2 separate regions of the Mus musculus genome follow, and region 1 is linked to region 2. A link is a contact called in public HiChIP or PLAC-seq data. All regions are on one chromosome and are shown on one strand. The core of a region is the stretch at or near the end of the contact, and the rest is flanking DNA. Distances in the headings are between cores, read along the strand shown. Region 1 holds the start of Ror2 (receptor tyrosine kinase-like orphan receptor 2). Region 2 overlaps Ror2 (receptor tyrosine kinase-like orphan receptor 2).

What was found. HiChIP or PLAC-seq counts read pairs in DNA pulled down with a chosen protein or histone mark.
Region 1: an H3K4me3 HiChIP or PLAC-seq map of embryonic stem cells shows a contact between it and region 2, with 40 read pairs. The contact joins the promoter of Ror2 here to the enhancer-like site in region 2. A contact is called at or near these places in 7 of 39 promoter capture datasets (cranial neural crest, embryonic stem cells, frontonasal cranial neural crest and 2 more), 2 of 15 datasets of contacts at CTCF or cohesin (the NIH/3T3 cell line and embryonic stem cells), 20 of 484 Hi-C or Micro-C datasets (adipose-derived mesenchymal stem cells, cortical neurons, cranial neural crest and 6 more), 20 of 115 datasets of contacts at active chromatin or transcription factors (the NIH/3T3 cell line, craniofacial prominence, embryonic forebrain and 8 more) and 3 of 9 other capture datasets (adipose tissue, liver and pancreatic islet).

The regions. Positions count from the first base shown.
Region 1 is chr13:53,284,873-53,287,572 of GRCm38.p6, forward strand. Ror2 (receptor tyrosine kinase-like orphan receptor 2) reads right to left here and starts at 1,252. Exons shown (of 9, transcript NM_013846.4): 1 at 909-1,252. The coding sequence starts at 1,005. It overlaps Gm33574 (a long non-coding RNA gene), which reads left to right and starts at 1,309. Exons shown (of 3, transcript XR_382385.4): 1 at 1,309-1,626.
Region 2 is chr13:53,190,645-53,193,344 of GRCm38.p6, forward strand. The region is part of intron 1 of Ror2 (receptor tyrosine kinase-like orphan receptor 2); the gene reads right to left. Among named protein-coding and RNA genes, the nearest start is that of Gm52058, 22 kb to the left of the region's middle. Within about 2 kb of position 1,282, at least 16 of the 459 cell types and tissues checked have an H3K27ac peak or open chromatin away from gene starts, as enhancers often do. A contact at or near this core is called in embryonic stem cells and uterus, where this site is marked.

The DNA.
Region 1 (2,700 bases), core at 2-2,501, 94 kb after region 2:
CACTGGGGGGCTGGGGAACACTGAAGTCACTGTCCCAGTAGGGCGCGTCTCACGCAGCTCAGAAACTTAGGGCAAACCTCAAGAGTCCCTGACCCTCCTGGGCCCGGAGGCCGTGCCTACCTTCAGCCGAGCCAACAGGCCGCGGGGATTCGGGCCACAGACCTGACGGCCAGTAGGTGCTCTAGGGTTTGCACTGGGAGGATCATCGCCTCTTCCTCCTCCGGCCACCACAGTCATTTCTACCCAGGTATCCTCCAAAAACACGTCTGTGCTCCTTGACAGGGTCTCCTGAGCCCTGATCAAGCCCACACAGAATCCTCCAGAGGTGGAAGAAACGCTCGAGAAAACACTACGAGGACAGGGGGAAGGGCACTTCCCCTTCAGCCTCGCAAATCAAATCCCGGGGCCAAGCCCCCAGCTAAGCAGGACCCACCAAACACCACTTTGGCCACCAATTTCAACAAAAGGGAAGCCAAGACCTTCGATCGTGCGTTCCCCACTGCCCCGGGGAAAAAAAAGACTAACTCAGGACCGCATCTGCCCCGGAGGCAGACAAGGTTCAAGGGATGCATGTGGACTGGAACGGCGGTGACCTGGGAAGAAACGATGGAGTCCAGGTCTTGGGTCACACAGAGCACGTCTACCGGTGCACATCTCGACTGTGATGTACTTAAGAAAAGCTCCCGGCCGCTGCCCACCCCGGCCTCTGGAAACACTTAGTGGTCCCTAGAGCGCAGCTCATTGGAACCAGCCCCAGGCGACTGAGGGCACGGGCCCAAGCTGGCGCCGAGCGCGCGAAGCATGGCCTTGCCTGGCGCCCCTCGATCGAGAGCACCGGCGCCCGCGCGGCGGCCGAGAGAGTGGTGGAAGAGCGGGCAATGCTCGGAGGGCGCACGCAGGGTCCTTACCTGCCGTCCAGGGTGTCCAGAGCAGGAGCGCCGCAGCCGTCCAGACGGCCCGGGCGCACAGAGGCACACGGCTCGGCCGCACCCAGCCCCGAGCCATGCTGCGGGCCGTGGGTGCCCGGTCGCCTACCGCGCGCTCGGCCTTTGGGCTTCGGGCCGGGGCGCCTCAACCCCTCCCCGCCACGCGTCCGCTTCTTCCTTCCTCGCGCTTCGCAGGCTGGTCCCCTTCGAGGGCCACTCTGGTGTCCCTTTTTCCCTGCCCCGATGCACCGATTCACTGCAGAGACTCTGGGGCTCGGGCACGGGCGTCCCGCCGGCCGCCGGGAAGAGCACAGGGGGGGCGGAACGCGGGCGGGCGCGCAGGAGGCAGGGTCCCCAGCTCGCCCGCCCCGATGGGCAGAGAGGCCGGCGCCGGCGCCCTCTGCCGGAGTGACTCAAGGGCAGCGACCCGAGTGAGCGGGAAGGAGCCGGGTCCGCCCCTGCGTCCAGGGAGCCGCCTGCAGCACCCGCCCTCCCGCCAGCGCCTCCGGGACTTCTAGGCACAAAGGTGGAGCCTCCGGTTCATCTGCTCTTGCAGCAGTGTTGCCACCCACCATCAGAAGCCTGGAAACTTGGGGACCTGGACCACACAAATCATTAACTAGGCGTCCCTTGATGAAGCCCCACGAGGGGAATTCAGTTGTCAGTTCTTCGAAATCCTGGGCCCAAAGTGAGAGATGAGGTATGGTCTTCGAACACAGATTTTCCAGAATATAGCCGGCTGCGTCCCCATGGGCGTCCTGCCAAGCCCCTTGGGAGGATCAGGACCCTCCGGGAATCTAGCAAAAAGTCAGCACACGCCCCATTAATGAGGGTAGTAGGATGGGAGCCAACCAAGGCTATGACAACAGCCAGCACACATCAGGGAAGTGAAGGGTCCTGGGGCAGAGCTTGAGCGAGGGGTCCTGGAGTATCCCAAGAACACACTGGAGACCAGGGCGTCGACAATGTATGTGTTAACGTGTATTTTCCTAATGAATGTTATGTGCCTTTGCACGGTAGTATCTTTCCTTTGTTCACCAACAGCCTAAACTTCTTCTGGGAAATATCACTTCAAATATTTGAAAGGAGGAGGCTGGGAGTTTAATTCAAGGTCTTCTACATATTAGGCAAACAGTTTGATCTACATCCCCAGCCTTTGTTGTTGCTGCTTTGAGATGTGCTCATTTTTATTTTACATGCATGTGTGAGTACCTGCGTGCATGGCTGTGACCTAGATGTGTGCAGTGACAGAGGAGGTCAGAAGAGGGCTTTACATCCCCTTAAGCTAAGGTTGCAGATGATTGTGAGCTTCGTTGGGAGTGCTGGGGACTGAACCAGGGTCCTCTGCAAGAGCAGTCGGTGCTCTTAACTGCTGAGCCAGCTGTCTCTCCAGCCCCGGCAGCATCACTCCTCTTTGACAGGGTGTTGCCAAGGACCAAGGTTGGTCTTATTTGGTTCAGTTGTTTTCATTGTTGTTGATGTTGTTTTTAAACAGAGGTACATGAATCCTAGACTAACTTCAAAGTTGTTATGTAGCCAAAGATAACCTCGAGTGTACCCTGCCTTTGCCTCCTGAGCGCTTGGATTGCAGGCATGTGCAGATGGTGCTGGAGACTGAGCCCAGAACCTCTCGAATGTTAGGCAAGCACTCACCCACGAAGGCATAGCTCCAGCCCCACATTTGGTTTTAATTGGGTTGCCTGTAGTCTTGGTTTTTTTATGACTTTAAGAGTTATTTGTAGCTAGTCACGGTGGCATGTGTCTTTGATGAACT
Region 2 (2,700 bases), core at 32-2,531:
GCTGTGTGACAGGCAGGGTCCACATGATGAGAAAGGCCTGGACTTCAATCAGACAGCTAATGTGATGGATGGCCTTGCTCACTGATTTACAAAACTTTACATTTATTGTGTTTGGGTGTTGTAGTGTGTGAGTGTGTATGAGTGTGAGCATGTCTGAGTGTTAAGAGTGTGTGAGTGCATGTGTGTCAGAGGGTGAATGTGTGAGTGTGTATGTTACAGGTATGTGCGCCATGGTGTACGGGTAGAGGTCAGATAACCTTGGTTCTCTCATCCTGTCCTGTGGATTCCAGGGATCAAGCTTAGTATGTCATGTGGTGGTGGCAAACACCTTTAACCACTGAGTCCATCTCTTTGGGCCCATGTTGACTTCCAAATAGAGAGCATGCCCAAGATGACCAGGACAGGAAGTCGGACCCAGTGAGCCCTTTCCTCAAAGGCAAGATGGAGACTTCCCCCAAGGAAGAAGGAATCCCACCCAAGGACTGAGCCTTACTCTGCCCAGGGCTCTGGCTGTCCATCCAGACCACCTGCTTACGGCCCTTGCCTCGTGCTGTCACCAGCACCTCAGTATCCGGGTTACAGCAACTGCCGGATGCTGTCCTCACATGTCCTTTCTAGTGACACATCCATTGGTTAGCTCTGGCCACTTTTGCTTCTCTGGTTGAGCCCTGGCTATATTCACTCAAGTCACCCAAATATGATGATTCAGAAGCAGAAGGGCAGATTCTTTTTTTAAAACCTTAGTTTTAATATCTTTTTAAATTATTGTTTTATGTATATAGATTGATTGCGTGTATGTACACCATATTTGTCTGATGTTTGCAGAGGCCAGAACCCCTAGGACTACAGTTCCGGTTACCTGTGAGCTGCCATGTGTGTGCTGAGAAGAGAACCCTGGTCCTCAAGAGGAGCAACTAGTGCTTATCTTAACTGCTCAGCTGTGTCTCCAGCCCCTTATTATTGCTGTGGTGGTGGTGACGACGATGACGATGATGTGTCTGTGTGTGCATATACTCATACATTTAACGACTTTGAGCCCTGAAGAAGATACCAGTGCAGGCCCTCGGGGTGGGGGGTGGGGTGGGGGGGTGTTAGCCTACCACAGCTCTCCCAGTAGGAAAATACCAATAGCCCCAAACTGAATAACAAAACCATGTGCACGAGTCAGGGCAGACCAAACCTCCCCACCCCCAGCTTCAAAAGCAACAGGAGAAGTGAACTAACAACAAACCCCTCCCCACTCTCTTTCCAGACTGGACAAGGCATAACACACTGCTATCCGAATCATCAAACAAGCATGCGTGATCAGTATGTCTGCTGCTCAGCCTTGTCAGTGACCACAGGGCTTCACAGGGCTCCCAGACCCCAGCTCGCTACAGTCTGTCCATTCCTTAACCATACGATATCTGTACGACACACTGGGTACTTGGTGCCCACACTACTTCTGGGAGCTTTCACTGAAATCCACCCTCTGTCTCTCCCAAAAAGCAGCAGCCAATTCTTCAAGACACTTAAACCAAATTCCTCTTTCACCTTGGAACAACTTCAGGCTCAGCGGATGGCCAGAGCTCTCCTCTTTCCTGCATGAAGTACATCCCTGCGCCTGGCACAGCAACTCTCTTTCCTAGGAGAAACAGCTCGAGCCCTGTGTTTCAGCATGCAGACCAGAGCCAGCCAACCCCTGGTATGCATCTGCTCTCCTACTGGTCTTCCTGGTCAGCTCTATTTGGCTCCAAGGGGCTGAAAGCACCAAAGCGGACCATCCTGACGCTCACTCTAATGTCCTCTACCTTGTGAGCCTTGCCAGGAGGGCCAGGGTACTTGGACTTAGAGTCTAAGTCCCAAGGTCTTGCGCTGTGCCTTTATTATGACATCTTAGGACTGGGGAAACAGCTTAGTCAGCAAAGTACTTGGCTTGTTCTCTTCCAGAACCCACATAAATGGAATTTTCAGCGAACCTGCATGTGTGCAGCAGGCCGCACCTTCCTCAGTCTGCCAGCCCGTGGTTCAGGCTAGTCATTCCAGAGGCAGAAACAGGAGGATTCTGGGACTCACTCGTCGGTTAGTTTAGACTACTTGGAAAGTTACAGGCCAGTGAAAGAACTCAAGAAGCCACAGGGGTGTTGCTAAAGTACCAACAGCCAACGTTTCCTCTGATTTCCATACAAACATGCATAGACATGCCACACATGGCTGTGTATTAAAAAAAAAACAAAAACAAGCAAACAAACAAAAAAAAAAAACCAACTGCCGGGCGTGGTGGTGCACGCCTTTAATCCCAGCACTCAGGAGGCAGAGGCAGGTGGATTTCTGAGTTCGAGGACAGACTGGTCTACAGAGTGAGTTCCAGGACAGCCAGGGCTACACAGAGAAACCCTGTCTTGGAAAACAAAAAAACAAAACAAAACTGTAAGAACCAGGTTCTCCTTGGTCCAACATTTAGGAAAACCGCATCGCATACCTAAGCAAGGTGGCCTCTTCCTGTGGCCTGGCCTTGCCCCCATCTCAGATGAGCTGGTTGGCCTAGCTGGTGATTGTTAAGAACAGTTCTCATTCCCAAGGACAGGGATGATCATGGCAATGCCCTGTAAATCTCAGGACAGAATAGCACAGAGGAACTTCTGGGGACAAGACAAGGATCCGGGAGCTACAGGAACTCACAGTCCTGTCTCTCTTGGGCTCCAGTATATTCACATTGGT